2 separate regions of the Mus musculus genome follow, and region 1 is linked to region 2. Evidence: chromatin contacts called from public HiChIP or PLAC-seq data. All regions are on one chromosome and are shown on one strand. The core of a region is the stretch at or near the end of the contact, and the rest is flanking DNA. Distances in the headings are between cores, read along the strand shown. Region 1 overlaps Gm16499 (a long non-coding RNA gene). Region 2 holds the start of Tril (TLR4 interactor with leucine-rich repeats).

Evidence for each region. HiChIP or PLAC-seq counts read pairs in DNA pulled down with a chosen protein or histone mark.
Region 1: an H3K27ac HiChIP or PLAC-seq map of neural progenitor cells shows a contact between it and region 2, with 4 times the contacts expected there. The contact joins the enhancer-like site here to the promoter of Tril in region 2. A contact is called at or near these places in 5 of 39 promoter capture datasets (the 3T3-L1 cell line, frontonasal cranial neural crest, macrophages and 2 more), 17 of 484 Hi-C or Micro-C datasets (brain, cerebral cortex, conventional type 1 dendritic cells and 7 more), 7 of 115 datasets of contacts at active chromatin or transcription factors (astrocytes, embryonic stem cells, heart atrium and 2 more) and 3 of 9 other capture datasets (adipose tissue, liver and pancreatic islet).

The regions. Positions count from the first base shown.
Region 1 is chr6:53,852,431-53,857,729 of GRCm38.p6, forward strand. It overlaps Gm16499 (a long non-coding RNA gene), which reads left to right. Exons shown (of 4, transcript XR_001785256.1): 2 at 4,766-4,943. Among named protein-coding and RNA genes, the nearest start is that of Gm16499, 10 kb to the left of the region's middle. Within about 2 kb of position 2,976, at least 39 of the 459 cell types and tissues checked have an H3K27ac peak or open chromatin away from gene starts, as enhancers often do. A contact at or near this core is called in adipose tissue, cerebral cortex, forebrain and 3 more, where this site is marked.
Region 2 is chr6:53,816,785-53,822,545 of GRCm38.p6, forward strand. Tril (TLR4 interactor with leucine-rich repeats) reads right to left here and starts at 4,041. Exons shown (of 1, transcript NM_025817.4): 1 at 1-4,041. The coding sequence starts at 3,451. The coding sequence ends at 1,022.

The DNA.
Region 1 (5,299 bases), core at 1,726-4,225, 35 kb after region 2:
ACCCACCAGAGGTAGTGGAAAAGAAAGGATACGAGGGAAGCCGGGCTGTTTAGGAAGGTTCTTTGAAGCAGCTCCTGGCTGTGTTCAGTTCACAGTTTAGCAGGCAGCAGCTCAATCCACTTGCAAACACTTCACGGATACACCAGCAGTCCAGTTCAGTAGAGTCAGGCTAGCAACAGCAGTGACATGACCTAGCAGAGACAGCCAGGCTTCAGCCCCACTCAAGTTAGCAGGAGGAACCTGGAGGGACACAGAGAAGTTCTCAGCTGTGCTACTCTCAGAGAATCAGAGACTCAAGACCTACAAGTGTTACACAGCTAGCTATGGCAGCAAGCCAAGCTCTGTCTCTGTTACTCTGTGGAGTCCTATTTAGATCCTCCAAACATCTACGTGTCCTCCACGTGCCTTGCTACAGCACAGGTCTTGCCTCAGCACATGCCAGTCAGCCCCAGTCCTTGGAGTCCTGACAAATGCAGCTCAACTACACAATGTAAGGCAGACCAATACATGCGTGTTGTTAGCAAAGACTCCTCTATCCCATGGCCTTTTACATTTTTGCTTCAGCAGAACATCCTCCTGTGTTTGCTTCAGTGGAGTGTTCCCTCACAAGTCTGCCTTAGTCTTTCATCTGTGTCCTTTTCAGGAAAACACTCCTTTATGTGTTTGCCCCAGCAAAGCACCATCCAACACAACTGATTCTCCAAAGAACCCTTAAGTTTCCACTTCACTTACTTAGGCCTTAGGGACCCATTCAAACACAATCTGGGATATATTATCTCCTAGGTACTTCTGAAATTTGTGTGTCCAGTAGAAGTCACAAGAATAGGAGACCAAGATGGAAGACCTTTAAACTCAGCCATCTCAGAGACATAGGCTAAAATCACCCTAATAAAGAAAGGAGACACAAGCAACTAAGGTTCAGGCTGAAGCGAAGAGGTCATGAAGCAAGGAGAGCTCATTACCAAGTGCTATTCACAGATGAGCATCATCTGTCTGCTGAGTTCTTGCCAGTTATCAGAACAAGAACTGGAGCAGCTCACGTGCTTTCTTTCTCCTTTGCCTATGTTCCATTTACCTTCTATTGCTCTGATAAAAACCACGCAAAAGAACCAGGGAGGAAAGGGCTTTATAGCTTACAGTTGTGGTCCATCACACAGGGAAGCCAGGGCAGAAAATCAAGGCAGGAAACTGATGAAGCAAGTGATTGTAAAAGAGTACTGCTTACCGGCTTGCTCCTTGTGGCTTGCTCAGTCTGCTTTCTTATTCAACCTAGGACCATTTGCACAGGGGTGTCACCTTCCACAGTGTGCTGGGCCCTCTCACATTAATCATTAATCAAAGAAAGTGTTCCACAGACTTGCCAACAGGCCAGTCTGACTGACGGAGGCGTTTCCCATCTGGGAAGTTTCTTTTTCCAGATAATTCTACTCTAACTTGTGTCAAATTGACAAAAAACAAAACAAAGCAAAACAAAATAAGTACAACAACACAAACAACCCAACAGGGCAGCCTCTGCCTGCCCAGAATACATATGTGGTTAATGGTTCTACTCAACCTTTAGCTAGGAGAATGTCCAAGCTGCCATGATATCTAGAAGAGAAGAATGGACATAGCTCTTAGGGGCATAGAGTGGCTGGTGCTACCTCCTCCAGAGGTATGATTTATGATTTCCTCTTTTGGATAGAGAGTGAACCTCGTTCCATCTATGTGAAAGGTTCAGATAATGTTAAGTTTGAAATATGATGTGTGGACACAATGGAATATATGTAGCTAAATAGCCTAAGATAGAGGTGCTGTGTTGTTTCTTAACTCCACATCGTGGCTTCCAGACCTCCTCTGTTCCCTTTCCATCTAGCCAAGTTCATGTTAGATGACCACAAGTGGAAGCAATGAGGCAGACTCCAGTGTCAGAGAAGAGGCTGGCTGCTTTCTTCCCTTGACAATGGGAGCAGAAGACATGTAACAGGGCTGGATTGTGTGTGCTCCAAGCTGTGACAGCCTAGGCATAGTTTTAGCAAGACAGCATTGAGAGTCTGCTCATGTCTGCCAAGGGACGGAGGTAGCTTCCCAGACTTCAGTAAGAGGTCCCTGTTTTATTTGCTTCTCAGCTCTTGCAGCAGTTTTCACACCAATGCTTTATATTATATTCTCTGCTGCTTAGAATCTATAAAGTAGTTTCTGCTTTCCTGTTTGGACACTGAATGACATTTGGATAGAGATCTCTCCATGTCACAGTACAAGCTTCCTCATTCTAGGGTTCTGCTTTTGTTTTTGTTTTAAAGAATAAATTTCATTTTCATGAGACTCCCCCTCCCCCAAGTGAGTAGTTAGTTGGTATCTATCTTTCAATCAGTAGGAGCAATAAGGACATTCCCTTTTTCGGAAAGAGTGGTCCAGTTTACTAGGCAATATTTGTTGTGTCTTCCCGATTGGAATCACACATGCTAACACTTTTATGCCGGAAACTGAATGGCTGAGTTAGGAAACAGAGTTAAACTCCACTGGAATCCAGAGTGTGTCCATCTGTAGCTCATTATTTATTTGAAAGTATTGTTTATGTATGCCCTGGCTTTATATTTTCAATGGATTAAGCACCTCAAGGCTTGCTTCTCCTCCATTCTATGAAATAATGTAAACACTGCTTTCCCCTCAGTGGGTACCAGCAAATGAATAGGTTATTCACCTGGTGGTGTATAAAGGGCCCCACCTCTGCCATGCCTTCACGTGACTACAGCTTGCGAAGGAGTTATTCACAGAGCTAGCAGTCAGTTCATGTCAGTTCAGCTGGTTTTATTATTGAGCTTGCTCAGCATCCCTTTCATGGCTGGAATGGCTACAATCTTTTAAATGATTTGTAGGCAGTGCTGCCTATTCAGTTACATGCATATTGGAGGACTGCCCAGACCATCCCATTATTCTCCATCCTTTGAGGCCACACCAGTCTCCTCTCCAATAAACAGCAATCTGCCTCCACTCGCTGGAGACAGAAGGCCTCGGCTATGAAGGTCAGCTCTGTGCTGACAGTGCGCGAAGCTCTGCTTGTTGGGTTATTTGTCTCCGCCACCTGGCTTTCTCAACTCTCAGGCATTCAGATGCTGCTCCCACCCTACTTCCTGTTTCCCCAATTGTTGTAGTGTTCCAAAGTGGGGAAGGCATTTCCAATTGCCAGGCCAACTTTCAGTGGCTTCTCCTAGCAGGATTTCTCTTCAGCAGGTCCACGATGTCATAGCAACCTGATATGTGGCAGGAATCCTCAAACATCCGCAAGCATTGCACCCAATAGGCCTACGGCACCAAATCCTAAGATGAGCCTCCAGTCTCCTCCAAACTCAACAAGGACATATATGTTCTATCATCCTGAACACGACCCCATGAGGCAGAAACGCTTGCCAAATCCATTGGGAAATTCTACTTAAAGGTTAAAGCCAAAGCTGCTTTGCAAAGGAAAGCTGTTCTATGGTCAAGTTCACTGTCGGCCACAATAACAAAATGACTTACTAGTACTAATCAGCTAATCCTGGTAAGACACACCAACAGTCAAAACCACTGCTGATTCCAAAAGTTTAAACATGGCTGAGTTGCATCTCTTCTTTGCGGAGCTGAATTCTAGAAGATTCGCGTGAGTTATATTTCTAAATACTCAGCTAAAACGTCAGGAGGCTTGGGAGGATCATTTGCTTTCATTTTTGGATTTCATCCCTGGTGACAGACACCTAGCATTTGCATCCATTTCTAATAATCTGTAAGGAACAGTGAAGGCAGAGTATTGAATACGTGCCTCAATCATCTAAGATAAGATGACCCTGCTTGGCTAATTTTCTAGGTGGCTACATCTACACATGAGCTTAGAACTGGATCGTCGGCATGTTTAACACTCTTTTTCATGACTGGGGGTTAAACTCAGGACTGAACATAGACCAGGCCAATCTAATCCCAAGCCTGTTTTTATTTATTTATTTATTTAGAGACAGGATCATGCAAAATTAACCAGGCTGGTCTTGAACTTGTGAAGTTCTTGTCACAACCTACCTGGTGGTAAGGATTATAGGCTTAGACCACATCACCAAGCCAATTGGAAATAGGTTTTAAATGGTCAAAACAGAAGGAATGAAAGTTCATCCTCCAGCCGTGGTGGCACACTGGAGATCACTTAGTGCTTTCATTTTTCTCACTAGGATTTCACACATAAGTTGTAACATGCAAGACCATCCCTCAGAGTCCCAGGTTTGACATGATCACTGTATTAGCTTTGCCCTTATGACACAGGCCCACTAGGTCAAGGGCAAAGAAAGTTCTAGATCCTGGGTCTCCATCGGTTTTTGTTCAGAAGACTCCATTCTATCTCTCACATCCTTATCCCATTTGGCTGCTAGGGTACCAGGGACTCATCTATGAGTACATTTGAGACAGACTCATCTCTCTGGGGGAAATTCATACAGCAATCTGGACTTACTTAGTTCATTATAAGTGAGACAGACTTTTTAAAAGTTGCTCAAGAAGGGCTGCCCCACTTCATCTGGCATGGGGCCTGTCATTCTTGGAGTTCTGATGCTGGCATCAGCTGTCCTTGCAAGGAGAACTCAGTGGCTGGAACTGTACACTCTGCTCTTTAACCACTGGCTCCGGTAGCTGGTGAAGAAGAATAAAGAAAAGAGGAATAGATTTTAAAACCGGGTGTTTTCTATGTACCCAAAGAGGAGGGGGGTTGAGGAAATAAATACCTTCTTAGCATATCTAATTTGAATTATGTTCTACCCAAATCCAGAATTGTCTCCTTCAGCCACTGAGAGAATGAGAGGAGACAAAATCATGCAACATTTCCAGCGAGACTGAACCCACAAGTGCTGAGAGCTCCTCGCGTCTGCTTTGACGCTACATTGACGCTCCATGGCATGGAAAAGGGGCTGGCTTCCTAATGTGGAGAGGAAGTTTATGCATTCTAAGTAAGCTGGATTTTAAACATTCTATTTTAAGGACCTCCCCGTCTTCTAAGAGTGGAACTTGCCCAGATTTTCCTTAATTCAAGGTGGATAAACACATGGTATACCACAAAATCCAAAAGATGGTTAAACACAGTTTCCCATTAGAGAATACCCCAGTTCATTCAATAACAAATACGGACAAATGAGTGCCAAGAACCAGGCCCTCTATTAGGAGTTATGGATCCAGGACTAAGCAGGAGCAAAGCTAGGTCCTCCTAGTCCTCACGTTGCTTTTCTGAATGGCTTCTGGATTGAATTAGAACATTACCAAATTGTCCTTCCCTAAATGGGCGTGGTCGCCAATATGTTGAAAGGGA
Region 2 (5,761 bases), core at 2,791-5,290:
AATGGGTGCTGTCAAGAAGGGGATGGGGGACACTGCTGAACTGTCGTAAGATGTAGGTCACATTCACACCCGTCTAGGCATGCTATCAGAAATGTGGTAAGCGAACTGGAAGGCTGCAGTGCCCTAGGGAGTCACTGGTTACACACACACACACACACACACACACACACACATATCGCATTCTTTTTTCTTTTTAAAAGATCAAATCTGGCATTCGATTTTTTCCCATGTATAGATTTAAAAAAAAAAATAAGGTAAAACCACAGGCGCAAGCCTGGTGGAGAAGTATTAAATGCTGCCTTCTCCTGAGGATATTATCAGTTACCCAAAGGTCAGCAAAAGGTCATTTCCCTAACTGATAAAACGATAGAGAGGAGGTCCAGTCCTATCAAAAGAGTCTGAGTTTATTGGTCAGCTTGTTAAATCCTCTTCATATTGTTGACACAGGTAGCTTTTCCTTAAGGCTTCCTAGATGCTCTCCCAGACAACAGAAGAAAGGGTTCCCGGGAGAGAGTGGTACCTGTTTGTTTACCCTGCCGGTCTTGGCAGAACCCACCAGATCAGTGGGGTCAGTTGCTGATGGGGATCACTGTGATGGTGGCAAGTCCCCCTTTTCTTAACTAGAAACAGAACTCAGTTTGCCATAGAGCAAAGGAGTGTGTATACACACCAGAGCGTTCTGGTCATGCTGGGAGCGTAAAGCACCCTTTCTAGCCCAAGGTCAGCAGGCTACTGTGCTGAAAGTCACAGGAGCCATGAGCTAAGTGTGTCAAGGTTTCCCACTTTTACGCCATTATTCATTTGTCCCCACTCTTGGGTTAGACCACCAAGAACCATCCATTTGCTTTGTGATTACCAGGACGTGATGGATGGCATCTAGATTCACTTTCACATCTAGATTTCACTTGGCAAATGCACAAAAGGGAGAAAGAACAAGTCTAATAAAACTAGTTCTTCCTCTGAGAAGGCATGGGACCACGGAGAGTGGCTCCTTAAGGCCTGTGAGATCCCAAGGCATTGCCTAGTCAGCGAATCTTTGCAAGAGGTGATCCTCCCGCCTCAAGCTGCCACTGGTACCACCGCCGGTGCTGTCCATGAAGCGGTCGCAGGGGAACTCAATGAGGTCGGCCTCGCTGAGCGCGCACACGGTGGTGCGGGGACGGTGCGACTGGAAGCCTGAGAAGTCCGCGGACACACCAGTGCCCATGGAGCGCAGTGGCCGTCGGGTGGAGTACATGTGGCGAACGTGGACCGGGGCCCCTCCCTTCCGCCTGGCACGCAGCTTCCTCCGCAGCCATCGCGATCCCCAGGCTGCCAGTGCCAGGAGCACCAGAAGCGCGTTGACAGCCAGCAAGACCAAGGTCAGGAGCTGGTAGTCGACGCCACCTCGACCTCCTGCCTCTGGCAGGGTTACTAACCCTGCGCAGTGGTCTCGGGGGGCCACGGGGCAAACGCGACCCCCGAGCACACCCTCCACGCATACTAGGTAGGGGGTGTCTCCGCGCAGCTCGTGCAGCGTGGCCGAGTCGCTGCGCTCCGGCAGGTAGACGAAGCGCTGGAACTTGGGCTGCTGGCCAAAGCGGTCGAAAAGCAGGCGGAAGCGTGCGCCGCCCTGCGGCCGGGGACTGCGGTGTTCGCGAACCGCCCAGCGCACCGAGGCGCTGTTGGCGCTCACCGCCTCTACTGTCAGGTTGCACAGAATGAATTTGTTGAAGTCACAGGGGTCAGACACCAGAGGTGGCAAACCAACCCCACTAACGGACTGGACTGCGCTCTCTTGCTGCTCGGACGCTAGGCGCTGCTTTGCTGCGCGCTGCCAGCTGTCTCTGGCAGATGGTGTCCCAGAGGCGGGCTCAGACGTCGGGGTGGGCTCCGTCTGGGAGAGATTGGCTCGGGTGTGACGTCCTCTCCCCGGCTTCTCGTGCAGGTCCAAGGACTGTGGGGCAGAGCCCGGAGCCGCAGCAGAGGGGCCCTGATGGGGACCTGGTCCCCGCCGGCTCAACCTTAATGCGCTGCGGTTGCCCACCAGTTCCTTGGCAGCCCCACCCCAGGCCACTCCTGGTAGAAGTCTTCCCCGCTGCTGGGGCTGCGGCTGCGGCTGCAGTGGTAGCTCCTGCGAGAGGCCTGCAGGGGGCGTCATCCCCTCTTCTGACGATGTGGGTAGCGGCCACTGCCTACTGCCTGCTGTAGGGGAAGGTGAGGGATCCACGCAAGACCCATTCTGCAGCAGTTGGTCATCCAGGTAATCCAGGTACTTGCCCCGCAGGGCCGGGGGGTGGCGACACTGCACGAAGACCGTAAGGAGGCGACCCTGAGAATGCCAGTTGCCCATCCAGCGTTTCAGACCCCGCAACCGGCAGTCGCAGGTCCAACCATTGCCGTCTAGATCCAGCCGGTAGAGAGCCGGACTGGCGGCAAAGATGTCCCCAGAAAGGGCGCTGAGCGCGTTGTCGCGCAGGCTGAGCTCACGGAGCCGGCCCTGGTGGCCAAAGGTGGCAGGGTGCAGAGCAGAAAGCTCATTGCCACTCAGGTCTAGTGCCTCCAAGCTGTGCAGAGGCTCCAGCAGTGTCAGGGGGAGCTGGTTCAGCCGGTTACCTTCCAGGCGCAGCTCACGTAGGGCCTCCAGTCCCCAAAAGGCCTCTGGGGCGAGGTGCGTGAGCTGGTTTCCACTGAGGGAGAGCAGGCCTAGGCGTGGCAGGTGCTGGAAGACGCGGGGGCCGAGGTGCTGTAGGCTGTTGGCTGAGAGGATGAGAGTAGAGAGGGAGCGCAGAGGGACAAAGGTGGCCGCGTGGCGCAGAGAGGGTTGCAGCTCGTTGGCCGAGAGATTGAGGAATCGAAGCTTACCCAGCTGGCTGAAGGCGTTCTTGCCCAAAAAACGGATCCGGTTAGATTCCAGGTGTAGGTAGAGCAGGTTGCCCAGGGGAGCGAAGACCGCGTCCGGCAGCGCTCCCAGCACGTTCCCGTCCAGCCGTAGCTTGACCAAACTCTCCAGGCCCTCGAAGGACCCGCGACTCAGGCGTCCAATCTCGTTGCCGTTGGCGTAAAGGATGCGCAACTTGCGCAGCGGAGCCAACGTGCCAGGAACGAGCGCCTGCAAGAGGTTGTTCCCCAGGTACAGCTCCTCTAGTCGTGAGAGCTTCTCGAAGGTCTTGGGGTGGAGAGAACGGATCTGGTTGTACTGCAGATCCAGCCGTCTGAGCTGCCCCAGACGGTGGAAGTCGAAGGCGGTGATGTTGGTGATGAAGTTGCCGCCTAGGCTGTAGGTGAGCACGTCCTGGGGACTAGGCAGCGAGCTGGTCTTGGGTACAGCGCGAAGTCCCCTGTTGGTGCATAGGAGATGTTGGGGGTGCTGGCAGTCGCAGCGCTCCGGGCACACGGACTCGGCCCGCGGCGGGAACGCCAGGCAGCCGCACACCACGAGCCAGAAGCGCACGGCACCCACACCCTCCATCGCCGCCCGCCCAGCGCGCTGCGGCCGGATCGTCTTCTGGGCCGGCCGGCTCTGTGTCTCCTCTGCATTCCCCTCGGCCGGGCCTGAGTCGCTAAAAAGGCCTCTTTCGTACTTCGCTGGTGCTCCGTCCAGCCCTTCCTCTTTGTCCCGGTGGCTCGCCCGGGTCTCCGCAGGCCAAGTTCGCGGAGCCAAATCAGAAGGCGCTGGGCGCTCGGCGAATCTGGGGTGCTACTTGTTGCATTTCTGCAGAAAACTGTTTCTTCGGGTGAGCGTCGGGGGCGGGAGGAGCGAGCAAGAGTTGGTGCTTTTTGTTTGCTCTGGAGTCCGGAGAGCTGGATTCCCTGGCGCGGATTCTCCCCGCCAAACGGATTCCCCCGCTGCAGGCGGGATCCCTTCCAAGAGCTGCTGGGGTGCGGCTTGGCTGCAGAGTACCGGCCGCTAGGCCCACGTCTCCGGCGCCTGCCCGCTCGCGATCCGGGGGGATTGGGAGTGCAGCCGGAGTGAGCAGCCTGGGGGACGCGCAAGCAGCGTCCGGAAGGGACCCATGTCGGCGTGGAGCGAGCAAACCGGCGGAAATTCGTTCTTCCCACACTCTGCCCCCCGGGGGATGCAGGCGGAGAAAGAGGAGACGGCGGAGGCAGGACAGACCCCGGCTGGGGGAGGAGGAAACACTAAGTGGCTCCGCGTCTGGTCAGCCCTAGCCCGGACGCCAAGTGAGAAAAGTAGGGATTAAAAACAGCTGTACGGGTCGGCGCGCAGGCTGGGGGCGGGGGTGGATTACCGGGCGAGCAAACGGGGATTGCAGACAGAGACCTTTTTATTTTAGGCCGGTTCGCCGGCGGCTTCGGCGCAGAGGCAGGGCGCCTACATTTTACCTACTCTTCTCTTCCCGGTGCCACCCTGCAAGATGTTGAGACAACACGGAATTCCCTGGCATCGTGCTCCAAGTTTAGGGGAACACAAGATTTCCTGGCAAGGCCATCAGTGGACTGTTGACAGGACTGTTGCTCAGTCCTTTTAAAGTGTTTGGGTTTCTGGTGTCCTTTGCTCATGTCCAAGGAGAGGCACCGCCTCTTTTAGGTTCCTAAACCGAATTATCTGCCGGTTCTCGCTCTGGGAAAACCTCTGAAGAAAGCTCAGAAGTGGAACTGTTACAGTGACTGTGACACGGACAGACTTGGCTATTCAGCTAGATTAATTCTCCTGCAGTGTTAAAGCCCTTCAAATAGCCTCGGAACCCGGGCCTGTATACAATACGCTGCACAGAGCCTTTGGAGATTGCTTCTTGAGGGGCCCGCCTACTTTGTGCCAGAGCTTATAGCAATCTTGAACGTTTTCAGGCTCCAAGGTGCTCAGGCTTAGATTTCTTGGGGGGTGCCAGGTGTCGGATATTAACTTTTATTATTAATACACAATAGTGCACCATTTTATCCGGGGTTCCCTTAGGGCCAGTGTCTGATAAGAATGAAAACAAGCAAGAGATAGCTGTTGCTTATTATTTGTTCATGCAAAGCAACATTTTGAAAGTAGCCCTTCAGGATTTACTGTGTGCTAGCAGTGTGGAAAATTAGAGCCCATATCCTGGCTTCAGGGGGCTGACTGTCTGTATGGGAAGAGAGGCACACTGACAGATCACATTAGGAAACTGAGCAAGGAAGAGGAGAAATCTGCAAAGATTCAAATAGTTTAGTCACTCTGTTATGTCATTTTCTTGTTGAGCAGTTTATCAAGGGGAGTGATGGAGCCATGTGCTGAACCTGGCAGGGTGGTAAGTGAAGACTTCATGGGTACAACAGCGACCCCAATTTGGTGGGAGATGGGTTTTGGACTAAAACAGGTAAGTCTGTAGTGAAGTACACCCAGTTTACTGTGTTTTGCTTTGAGCTTCGAATAAAAGGCAACTATGGAGACACAAGTGTTTGTTTTACTAAAATGAAACAAGGAGTTTACTTTTCAGTTACTGTGACAACCCCAAACTCCTGACTCCTCTGAGTGTAGCTGCAGGAAGGAGGAGAATCTGTTCTGGTACAGTGTTACATACCTTGCCAGTTCTGCTGGTCTTGGTCAGAGACACTGTCCTTGCCGGGAAGGAGGATCATATGGGGTTCACAGAGGAAACCATCCCCAAGTGCTGCTGACTTTCAGGTGAGCCCGCCCCAGAGATGCCTGGAGAGGACCTGTTTCCAAGTGCCCACCTCCCACAGCAGATAAGTAGAGGTCAGTTGGGAAGCTGAGAGATGCCTCATATGGAATTGGGAATAGCAGGAAGCAAATCTCAATGATTGGCAGGAGCCCGTATCACCTCTGGAC